Linked DNA regions of Mus musculus: regions 1 and 2 are each linked to region 3. Evidence: chromatin contacts called from public HiChIP or PLAC-seq data. All regions are on one chromosome and are shown on one strand. Each heading gives the region's core, a stretch centred on a gene start, on an enhancer-like site or on the middle of the called end of the contact. The rest is flanking DNA. Distances are from core to core; before and after follow the strand shown. Region 1 overlaps Gramd4 (GRAM domain containing 4). Region 2 overlaps Atxn10 (ataxin 10). Region 3 has its middle 33 kb from the start of Lncppara.

Region 1 (3,758 bases), core at 1,250-3,749, 410 kb after region 3:
GCCAGTCTAGCACATTCCTGATGGACAGCATTGGTCTTCAATGAGGGGAGGATGCTGGATGCTGGATGTGGGGCCTTAGAGAGATGCATTACACAGGCAGTAGAGAAGGGCATACAAGGGTGCTCACTGCTGGGGAACAGATGTATTCATGGCTAAGTGAGCCCACACAGGAGTACAGGTGTACAAGCTCGCACAGGTAACCCATACAGGTGTGTAGGTCCACAAAAGCACGCAGCTACCTTAGGACTGCTGTGCGCTGAGGATAAGAGGTTCGAGTGAACCGTGGGAGTCAGGGAGGACTTCCTGGAAGAGAGGCCTTGTGTAGGGAGGCAGGAAAGGGGAGCTGTGCATAGGGCCTGGGACGTGTATGTGTTTGGAGACAGGGCTTGTATGGGGCTGGCTGTCAGTGTAACGTCAGTCTACTGTTGTGTGCAGATGGTGTGACATTGACAATGACCAGAAGAAGTCTGGAGGGGCCCCCTGCCCTACTGGGTCTCCACCGTTGCTCTTCGTGTTGGGGAGGGGCAAAGGCTCACAAGTACTGGCATAAGGTCCACAGGGCCACGAGCCTGTGGTGATGAAGCCTGGAGTCCTGACTAAAGCAGGGCACTGTCCTGTCTTGCTGAGGCTCTCTGTGTTCTGTTGCTTTGTAATGGGGTGGTGGCTTCTACACTGGATCTTAGCCAAAAGGCCAAGAAGTGATGAGGTAGTGACCTCTGTCAGGTAGAGACATGAGGATAAAGTTGGGTCTCTGAGGAACTCTGAGATGTCCCAACTATGTCTCGCCTTCCCAGCAGCCCTTATGCACAGTGACCTCTGGTCAGGGCAGGGAGGAACCCTGCCCCTGACACTCTCCACCCCCTCAGTTTCTACACTGGCATCATCTGGTTTTGCCCAAGCCACCTGCTGGCCTCTAGGCTAACACCCACCTACCTTTTCCTTGCCTCGCCCCTGGGTACCAGCTTCTCCCAGACTCTGCCTGTCAGTGGGTGTTGTGGACAGAGACCACTTGCCGAGCCATCCTGGGCTGTGTCCTTCTTGACAGTACATTTACTGTGACATTTATATAAGGAGCCACCCACCAGCCTCAACTCTGACCTTCGGGTCCTTGCTAGGTTAGTGAGGCGGACTAGAGGTCCCGATGTCCTACTAACTTAGAAATGAATCAAGGCTGTTTCTGACTGTGACCAGAAAGGAGATGGGCACTCTCGCTGGCTCTGTGACATGTGGTGTTCTGGGTCTCCTCTGACCTTCTCTTTAAAGTGAGACTCTCTTGACCCGGCTCCTCTTCCAGATTATGCCTAGATATAGCTCCCTGTAGGACCTGCTTCGGTCCTCCAAGACCTAGTGGCAGGTCAGAGGTCACGGGCAGGCTGTCCACTGGTTGCCTGGTGTCTATCCGGGAGGCCTCCGAGTCTGCCTTCCGCCCCTACCGCCTCCCACTACCGCCTCCCACTCCTTCCTGCTTCGTCCCCACCTCCATCTTGGTTCCCTCACAGCCTTCGGGGGCTGAAGACATTCCAGGCTGTGTTTATGTGGGTTGTGTCGATGGCTGCCTCTCGTACCAGAAGTTAAAGCAAAAAGACTTTAAAGATATTTATTAACTTACTGAATAATGTCCATGACAACCCCACTCCACGTCAGCCAGCACCCACAGCACATGCTCACTTAGAAAAATTACGAGAAGGAGGACGGAGAAGAGGGGCACCTGCATCGCTGTAGCTCTCCACAGGGTCCGCTGTGACGGGACAGCCCAAGGATGGCCAGGTGTGCTTCCGTAGGTGCTTTGAGCAGAGGTTTGTGGACACCTCAGCCCCGACTGCTGATTCCATTCTCTTGTACGTGGATTCAGAGGTCAGCTCGCTGGGTCACTGGGTCTTTTCAATCTTAGAGGGACTGTCTTCCTGCTGTTCTCCATGATCCCCTGTGGTTGTGTCTGTGCACATGCACATGCACACACACACACACACACACACACACACACGAATGCACACACACTGCCACCACCACCAGCAGCACAACTGCCTGGAAACAGGCCCCTCAGTTCCTCCACTCACCCTGCCTCATTCCCGGGCTCACATCCTGGCAGGGGCCCCAGAAGAGGACTAGAGCAGCAAGACCAGATTCCATCTTCTACCATGTGATGGCCGTATCTTTCCTCCCTGATTCCTGTTTCTTCATCTCTTAAGAAAGGAAGGCCTCTGTAGTCAGCGTAGAAAGTTCCAGGGTTTTTTTCTTAGTGTGTGTCACGCCTAGAGACAGAGATGAGGAGCCTGGAACCCAGCTGCTGTCCATGGGCTTCACTGAGGTGTGGCCTGGGAAGTGCCAAGCAGGTCGCTTATCCTCAGGGGAGCATGGCTGGCATCGTTGAAGGCTGGAGGGGCTAATTACCTGTGGCCAGTTCCTGCTACCTCTGCTGCCCCATGCAATTGGGCAGAGCCTCCCAGATGAACCCAGAGCTGCCTGCTGGTTTCCATCTCCACGACCTGTGCTCATTTCCTGAGTCTTGACCACCGCCTTGTCACCTCTCTGAGTCACAGGTCACTTGGCACCCCATACTGTGCTTGAAATGAGATGATTCTTAATAAGATTTCCCTGCCATTTCCTCTCTGTTTTTTTCTGTTGAGAGGACACTGGCCACACTGCCTTCCCTGCATATCCACCAGCTGACTTTTTTTTTTAACCTCAGTGGAGTTGTCGTCCTGGGCTGTCACTGTCTGTCCCTCAGGCTAGGGACACTCTTCTCCCTCCTGAGTCTAGCATTCACAGCTCCAGCAATATCACCCTCTACTTGTCTGGACCTCAGCCCCAAAATCAAGTGTACCTAAAACTCATGTCTACAATCCTGGCACTCTGGAGGCTGCTGCAGGAGAATGGCTGCTAGTTTGGAGCTAACCTGGGTACATAGTGAATTACAAGCCAGCCTTGGCTCCAGCATGAGATCTTGTCTCAAACAAGGATGATTAAAAAAAAAAAAAAAAAAAAAGCAGCATGCCTGGCACATAGTAGGTGCACCCAGAACACCTAGTAGGATCTTTAATGTCCCCAAGCAGTGGCACACTCACACACTTTATCTTTACTGACTGGCTGGAGCCTCCCTTGAAGTCCTCTCAGACTGTAGCACTCCCAGGAACACTTGTCTTCCTACCACTTTGCCTGTGGGCTACCCTGAAGACTGTGCCTTAAGACAGCTCTGATTGCAGCATGCGGCTTTCAGATTACCTGTGTTGTAGGCTTCAGTTGTACCCAGAGGGCTTTGCAACTTGCTTTAAAATTTTTCTCCTGTCCATGGGACTTGAGAGTTTTTTGGTTTGGTTTAGTTTAGTTTTTGTTATTATTGTTTTGAGACAGGGTTTCTTTGTGTAAACCCCGACTGTCCCGCAACTCACTCTGTAGCAGAGGCTGGCCTCGAACTCAGAGATTCACATCCCTCTGCCTCCTGAGCGCTAGGATTAAAGGCGTGAGCCACCGCCCACCTGGCTGAGACTGAGTTTTAAAGCAGTGGCTACAAGTGAGGGGTGCCCAGGGGTTGAGGGCTGCCAGGCTGGCAGGAACCATCTCCCTGGTGAGTACTGGTTTAGATATAAAATATTTGATAGCAGTGCTGTGCTGGCAATGCCGGTCGGAACATATTCAGGGCTTGCCCGATCAGCGTGAGAGTCTCAGGCATGGCCTCTGATATCAGCTGAGCCAAGCTAAGAAAACTGGAAGTGACTGGAAGGAAGGAACCTGGTTTGGTAGCTCATGGGCTCTTCAGC
Region 2 (3,704 bases), core at 1,112-3,611, 310 kb before region 3:
GTTGATCTGTTTAGTAGCTAATGGCGAAGGAGAAAGTAAATATGCTAAGTAGGACTCACAAGACATCTGTGTGCATTAGGGCCACATCTTTACGAGGTGACTGTTTTTCAAGTTTCAGCATCTAGGATAAGACAGAATTACATGCCAAGTTCTCACAGGGAAAGCCCTGGGTGGGCACAGTGTGGCAAGTGTAGCCTGCTGGGAGAGCACAGGCGAGCAGAGCATGGGAGGTTGGAAGTGCATGTGTGAGAGGTGCTTTCCGGAAGCCATGGGTCTAGACCCTGACAATGATCACACTCCCAAGTTATTTTTCTTTGTTTTACAAACACAACCTATTTTGTTTCTGACAGATGGTGTAATGTGAGCTTTCTATGTAGAAGCTACTTATAGTTATGTGGATTTCGGGGGTCTTTTAATGGGTCTTAAAAGTTCAGCCACGTTTTGTTTCTTTTTAAAGCATATTAAGGGCCCAGTGCATCTATGACAACTGAACATGTAACACTGGGAATTATATTTGTAGGTTAGCTCATGAACTTAACAGTTCTATGGTCTGCACACTATAAAAACAGCATTATTCTCAAGAGTAACTGTCTTCTTTCGTCTGTAGCTGTAGTTTTGCTCCAAAGCTCGTGCTGCTTCAGATGTCAGTTTCTAGTAAAATGAGGGGTAAGAGATCAAGGAATGGCTTAGTGTTCAAGGGAAGACGGTTGATGTAGGCAGCGGTGTCTGCACTCTTCACTGTGTTTCAAACTCTTGGGTAGTTTTTCCAGTATGTTTAGTAAACCTTAATGAGAGTGTAAGTAAATGTCCTTCCTTCCTTCCTTCCTTCCTTCCTTCCTTCCTTCCTTCCTTCCTTCCTTCCTTCCTTCCTTCCCTCCCTCCTTCCCTCCTTCCCTCCTTCCCTCCTTCCCTCCTTCCCTCCTTCTCTCCTTCCCTCCCTCTCTCTCTCTCTCTCTCTCTCTCTCTCTCTCTCTGTCAACAAAAGTGTCTTACATATGTAATTGTTTGATACAGTTGCTGAGGAAGGTGTATTTCACATTTTTGTTTCCTCACTAAGTCACTGAAACATTGGGTCAAAGTTTTATGACCTATTTGGAAACAGTCTTGACTGGTGCGGTAGGGTGGAGCACAGACATTTTTGTGTTTTTCAGTCCTGCTCCGCCGCCTTCTGCAGAAAGGGTTTCTCTGTGTAGTCTTGGCTGTCCTGGAACTTGATCTGTAGACCATACTGCCCTCAAAGTCATAGAGATCCTCCTGCTTCTGTCTCCTAAGTGCTTGGATAAAAAAATGTGTACCACTACTGCCCAGCTGCTTCTCAGTTTTAAATTAATTAATTAATCAGTACCCTGCCTTCTTCCTGAAACAAATTTCAGATACCTTAAAAAAATAGACAAGGGAAGAGGGTAGAGTTGCGTAGGTCAGTTGCTTAACATGTGGGAGGCCCTGGGTGTGGTTCCCTAGTGTGGTCTGAGAGGTAAGTGAGGAAACTGGAGAGAAGAGAAAATCCAGACCATGTGGGATTCCCACTGTTGTAAAGTATGAGCTATACAACTACCTCTGGATTTGTCCAAGGCCCAGGCATAAAAAAGCATGGGATGTTTGTCTCTGCAAGACTGAAAGATTCCACAAAGTACACAAGAAACCAGGGTGCTGAAGTTCATAGAAAAAAAATCATGCCCTGGTCCTGTAAAGGGAGGCAACATCTGTGCTGTGTGTTTGGTGATTGATGTCTAGGTACCCCGTGGTCGTTCCTAGTTTGGAGTTTCTGTGTTCTGGTTTACTCCTGTGATTCTACATTGAGAATGGAGAACACTCAGATGGTCAAGACTGTCTGTAAGGGTGTCCAGTTTTCTTCTATTTTTTTAAAAAGAATTATTTATCTATTTTATGTATATGAGTACACTGTAGCTGTCTTCACACAGAAAAGGGCATTAGATCCCATTATAGATGGTTGTGAGCCACCATGTGGTTGCTGGGAATTGAACTCAGGACCTCTGGAAGAGCAGTCAGTGCTCTTAACTGCTGAGCCATCCCTCCAGCCCTTTTTCCTTCTATCTTTAAAAGCAGATTGGTGTTTCTTTAGGGAATCTTAGGATGAGGAAATTAGCTTTCATTTCAGTACCAAATTGCACCAAAAAATTGTCATCTCCAAAACTATAGAATGATAGTAGGCTATACTGTGGCACGATAGAGACTTGTGAAGACTGAGTGCCTGAGAGTGCAGCTGTAGGTCATCTCTCTGGCACTCATTTTCATAGGTGAGCCGGCACCCCACATCCCTTTCTGCTTCCTGTGGCTCTCCCTCTCGTGTGTAAAGTTTGCTGTAGCTCTTGCTATGGAGTGGATGACACGCTCACTTGTCATCTCAGTCCTTCCAGAATGTTGTTTTCCATAACTGAGTGCAATGTCCATATTGGGTAGTGGCAGATCCATAAGCAAGAGTTAATTCTTCTGGGATGGATTTGGGTTGTCCTGGGGATGCAAGTACTGGAATCAGGGAACTTTAGTTGGAATTGTGACTGTGGCATTTATTGGCCAAGTGATGTGGGCAAGCAACTCCTTCCCTTACATTGTCTGTAAAATGGAGAGAGAGGATAGTGTTGATCGTAAGATTATTTCAAAGGCAGAGTGAGAGAACACATGTAAGGACTAACAGCAGCCCCACACATAGTAGGTACCCAGCCTACACTGCAGCCCATAACTTCTGTTTCATAATGAAGGAGGTGGAACAGACCAATCCAGCTTCCCCTGACTCTGGAGTAGGTAGTTTTGGGGCTGGGACATTTGGAAGTCTCTCTTTCTTTCTCTCCCTCCCTTCCTCTCTCTTCCTCCCTAGTTTCTAGTTTCTAACAACCTTATCTTCTTCCAGGGAAACAGCACCCAGAACGATCTTCCAGAGAGTCCTGGATATCTTAAAGAAGTCTACTCATGCTGTTGAGCTGGCCTGCAGGGATCCCTCCCAAGTGGAACATCTGGCTTCCAGTCTGCAGCTAATCACTGAATGCTTCAGATGTCTTCGGAATGCTTGTATAGAGTGTTCTGTGAATCAGAATTCCATCAGGTAGTGACACACGCTCTTCTGAGTGGTTCTTGTATGTTGCTTAATGTTTTTGCTTTATAGTGCTGCACATTTTTTTTTTCTTACAAAACTGTCCTTTACCTCTACAGGGAAACACCCCTATTTCTTGTATTCTCTTGTTTAACAAGAGGGATTATTCAGCTTTCCTGCTCATAATTTGTAACTTGTTTTGAGGTATTTGATTCTTCATGTAAGAGTGATTTGAGTTTGGCATTGGTTCCATATTTCTAGGTTCTGCCAGTCCAAGTTCACATGCAGTTCTCGACCCCCTTTTAATGTTTGACCCCCTTGCAAATGTTTCATTGACCCTGTGTTTAAATTAAGCAAGAATATTTCATAATTTTCTGAGGTTATCTGTATTAAGACTCTAAAGCTTTGAGTACTTCCCCTTCATCTTAAGCTGTGTATGTTTCTGAGGAGTGCTAAGTTCAGAGCAGAGGGTGCTCTCTACCGCTCTTTCCTTTGTACAGCTCTCAAACCCAGAGCTGAGCTTCTCTCCTCTTATGCAGTGCCCTCCCCCTACACGACAGGGTTTCTCTGAGTAGCCCTGGCTGCCCTGAAACTCGCTCTACAGACCAGGCTGGCCTTGAACTCAGAAATCCCCTGGCTTCTGCTTCCCAAGTGC
Region 3 (3,942 bases), core at 12-2,511:
CGGCATAAAGGAAGATAAATCTCTTTTTATTTGTTGCCTTTAAAAAAATTCAATGTTTTAATCCGTCATTTAATCACAAAACATATATCACATTACCTATAATATTTATGGTGTTTAGGAAGGGTGATTAGAAATTGATTATTATAGTGCAGTGTCTGGATGCAGCTTTTATTTTTTTCCCCTCACGAGCATATCTCAAAGGTATGCAACCGTTTTAGACTTTGCACTTGAGAGCAGTTTTGTGGGAGAATAAGCACCATATATTTGTGTTTAGAATCCCCATTTGGTCATTCCTGAGCTTGCTCATTATTTTGGGAAAACCAGATTTGGCGTTTAGAAGGGCCTGGTGCTTGGAATACCAGTATCTCTGCAGTTAAGCTCAGTCCTAGAGCTTCTGTTCTTCTAGGGCCTCACTAGACCACAAGACTTCTTTAGTGTTTTCTGGCCTCACGGTTGAGGTTACCCCCTCCCCACCCCACCCCCCAGCCCCTACTGTGGCTACAGCAGAAGAGACTTGCTAGGGATCTGTGTGGTATCAGGAGACTGCCTAGCACAGGATCACCCTTTGCCACACTTCCTGATCGAGGCTGGGAACTCTCACAGTAAGGAGAATTGTAAAGGACCATACAGTGCCAGAAAAGATAGGTTTCACCAGCCCTGTGGCGAAGACTCGGCAGAGCCACTCTGGTATAACACTGAAGAGCCCCTGCCCTTCTGCCCCTGAGACTCTAGCCCTAGGACCTGGGTCCACAATACACTCTTCCACAGAAAAGAATGAAGCTCACTAGATGTGACTGTCTTCAGCTACTGGCAGTTGTAGAAAATGAAAGTTGATCAGGGCAGGATGTGTCCTGGATTTTTTCCCCCTCCCCCTAAACTGTATGTTCTGGGGTTGCCTGCACTGAAGTGGTGTGGCTGTTGTACAGGCCAGGGTCATGGTGGTCTACAGTACTTAGACTTTAACAGGTTTCTAGTAGTTAAAGGCCCTGACGGAGCCAGCAAGCCCAGGCTACCTTTATCTAGTATGTTCAGGTTCTCCCTCGTGGCAGTCCAATACAACGTGGAATGAAGTTTCCTGGGAAGCGGGACACACGAGGAACTTTTGAATTTACCAATGGCATAAAAAAATTATATTTTTTATTACAACGAGCAAGTTTCAATTGGTTGACAGAAATGGCGAGATATGACGTCAAAGGACACTGGTTAGAATGCCAAGGCCAGTGGGGAGGAGGAGGGGGGAGACAGGCACAGAGATTGTGGGATGGGCCCTGGAGGCCTTGTTCTCTCTGGCCCTGGTCGTCAACGGGCTATCATACACCTCCAGAACCAGCCAGGTCCAAGTGGCTGTGATCCAGAGCATGTCTGGACAGGAGGAGGGAATCCAAGTCTAGGGACCCTGTGTTCACATGTGTCTCTGAGAGCCTGAGGCCCAGGCTGGCCTGTGTTTGGAAAACGCTTGTGCGCGCCAGTGAAGCGATCTGAAAGACGCTGCGGCCTCCTTGGCATTCTAACCAATAACCAGGTCCTGGAGCCCAGCCGTCCCATTCCCCCTTTTAGGGGCCCGGGGTGGCCTGGAGCCAGCAGTGTCGCTGAAGGGCTGAGAGCAAAGCCATGGCCTTGAACTACCCTCGCAGCTCCCGTGCCCCAGTCCTAATAGCAGGAAGTTGTTTCCAGCGGGAAAGGAGCGAGCCTGGAGGTGGGCACCAGCTCTGGGCAACATGCCTCCGCGAATCCCATGCCTTCCCAGGCACCTTGCACGGCCCCTTTGCATGCTCAGTTCTGTGCATTACTTCCCATACCCATTCGAGAGGTTGTGTGCTCTCCCTGCCGTACCCCGCTGGGCACCGCGCCCCTTGCTCCGTTGGACTGGCTGGGTCGCCCATGCGCGCGCCCTTCCTGCGGGAAGCCACTGCCACTATCGGGCCCACAACGTTGTCTCAGTACGCTATCTAGAGCTCCGTGACCCTGGCGGCTGTCCTCTGCGCGTACCAGGCTGCGGGCGGGCAGAGGGGGATCCTGTAGACCGAGGGTCCCAATCGGCCCCGAGCGTGCACGCGCGTCCCGGTACTGCCCGCAATCATGGCAGCCAGAGCCTTGGAGCGCAGCCGCGGAGCGCGCCCGGGCAGCCGCCTCCGTGCCAAGGCGGCGCGGGTGGCGCGGGCAGCGCGGGCAGGGGACGCGCTCCTGCTCAGCCCTCCCCGCTGCGTTGGCCCCGGGGCTCTACCGGTGGGTCTCCGCGGTGCGGTGCCCAGTGGGGTGGGCGCGCGAAGGCGACGGGCGGGGCCGCGGGGCGGGCGCGCGCAAGCGGGGAGCGCCCGGGGCGGCGTGCCTGCGGGGGCGCGCACGCGGAGCTGCGGGGCCAGGCGCGGGGCCGGGGCGGCGAATCCGCAGCTCCCGCCGCCCTCCCAGCCCAAGCGCGCCCGTCTGGGTGGGGGCCGCCCGGGAGGGGCGGCGCCCGGACGCACGGGCCCGCAGCGGGCACAGCGGCCTCGTTGGTATTCCGGGCGCGTTCGCAACCCTGACCTCCCCGCGGAGCAGGGGTGCCCGGGTGCTCGGGCACGGCCGCCGCCACCGCCCCCGGGCGGTCTCCCCAGGACGCAGGGCGCGCGGGCGCCTCGCTTCCCTCGTCCCCTCCTCCCCGGTCCCCCGTGCCCCCTCCCCCGCCCCGATCCGGCGGCGAAGGGGTGGGCAGGGAAACGCGCTCTCTGGGACAGGTGCCAACTCCGAGACAAAAGACATAAAATAGGCGGCAACGGGGGAAGCGCGGCCAGCGCGCTCGGGCGGGGACCGCGGCGCCGCGGGGGCCGCATCCTCGGTGCGGGCCGGGGAAAGTTTGGGAAGTCGGTGCGGCCGCTCTGCAGCGGCGGGGGACGCGCGGCCCAGGCCGCCCTCCGAGCCGCGCTCGTCCTCTCCGCGCCGCTGCTGAATAATTCATGGCGCGCCCGCCGGCCATTAGCATGCACCGGGCGCGCGGCGCGTCTGTGCCAAGCCACCGCTGCATTCGGAGCCCGGGCAGCGCCAGACGAGTGGCCCGCTCCGTCCCGGTGCCCTCCGGCCGCCCCCGGTGGCTCTCACCGTGGCCACGCTCGCGCCCTGGGCCGCTGGGTCCCGAGCCCGCCCGACGGCCAGGCTCTGAGCGTCCGGGCCCGCTGCGCCCGCCTGGCCGCTCCGGGATGCACGTGAACTTGGAGAAAGTCACGGAGCACGCCGGCCCGGTCCTCCGCGGCAGGGCGTGGGCGCACGCGGGCCCGCACACTCTCGTTGGCGTCCGGGACAAAGGTCTCCAGTGGCGCCAGCCGTGGACGCGTGACTCGATCCTTCGGGCCACTCTTGCGTGGTGGGTCGTTGGATGTAAGACTGCAGAAGCCCGGAGAGCGGTGGGTCCCGGGTTTGGGGCCTCGCCGTAAGCTGGCCAGAGGCCGTCCCACCCTGCGAAGAGTTGCGGGAGCGGCTCCGCACTGCCCTCGGCTGTTTCTGCGCGCCCAGGAGCCCAACGCAAGTCACCCCGGACTCCAGCCAGCGGCCGCGGGCATGCCAGCGCAGCGCTAGCGGCGGCCAAGACGTGGTCTGGCAGGGCGGTGGACGTGTGCGCCGCGGGCATGATCAAGGTTGGAGAGGTAAGAGCCTTTTTCACTTTAGCTCCTTAGCATTTAAATATTTAATGGGCAGATTTCTAAGAGGGGTCCTACTGCAGGGATCTTTCAGAGTCGGGGACACATTCCAGGTAGGTTGCTCTCGAACCCAAAGCCAGGCAGCTTGCAGAGAACACCACACTGTCCTCCATCCGGAACTTGGGATTTGTGAAACACAGTTTCTGATCTCAGGTGTAGGGTCTGCTAGCCTTGTAGAGATTTTATCGAGCGTATAAAATATTATAGCAGACATTTTAAACAATAGAAAAGAGAAAACATCTGTTGGGGGGGGTGTTTGGAAATGTTGTTT

Evidence for each region. HiChIP or PLAC-seq counts read pairs in DNA pulled down with a chosen protein or histone mark.
Region 1: a contact with region 3 is called in an HNF4G HiChIP or PLAC-seq map of pancreatic cancer cells. The contact joins two enhancer-like sites. A contact is called at or near these places in 1 of 15 datasets of contacts at CTCF or cohesin (the NIH/3T3 cell line), 1 of 484 Hi-C or Micro-C datasets (cortical neurons), 4 of 115 datasets of contacts at active chromatin or transcription factors (forebrain, large pre-B cells, pancreatic cancer cells and 1 more) and 1 of 9 other capture datasets (embryonic stem cells).
Region 2: a CTCF HiChIP or PLAC-seq map of the NIH/3T3 cell line shows a contact between it and region 3, with 6 read pairs. The contact joins two enhancer-like sites. A contact is called at or near these places in 1 of 15 datasets of contacts at CTCF or cohesin (the NIH/3T3 cell line) and 3 of 115 datasets of contacts at active chromatin or transcription factors (embryonic stem cells and pancreatic cancer cells).

What each region holds. Positions count from the first base shown.
Region 1 is chr15:86,077,587-86,081,344 of GRCm38.p6, forward strand. The region is part of intron 1 of Gramd4 (GRAM domain containing 4); the gene reads left to right. Among named protein-coding and RNA genes, the nearest start is that of Gm15722, 12 kb to the right of the region's middle. Within about 2 kb of position 2,500, at least 67 of the 459 cell types and tissues checked have an H3K27ac peak or open chromatin away from gene starts, as enhancers often do. A contact at or near this core is called in the NIH/3T3 cell line and pancreatic cancer cells, where this site is marked.
Region 2 is chr15:85,356,585-85,360,288 of GRCm38.p6, forward strand. Atxn10 (ataxin 10) reads left to right here. Exons shown (of 12, transcript NM_016843.4): 2 at 2,870-3,061. Among named protein-coding and RNA genes, the nearest start is that of Gm23517, 7.2 kb to the left of the region's middle. Within about 2 kb of position 2,362, at least 38 of the 459 cell types and tissues checked have an H3K27ac peak or open chromatin away from gene starts, as enhancers often do. A contact at or near this core is called in the NIH/3T3 cell line, where this site is marked.
Region 3 is chr15:85,668,505-85,672,446 of GRCm38.p6, forward strand. No RefSeq gene overlaps it. Among named protein-coding and RNA genes, the nearest start is that of Lncppara, 33 kb to the right of the region's middle. Within about 2 kb of position 1,262, at least 243 of the 459 cell types and tissues checked have an H3K27ac peak or open chromatin away from gene starts, as enhancers often do. A contact at or near this core is called in the NIH/3T3 cell line and pancreatic cancer cells, where this site is marked.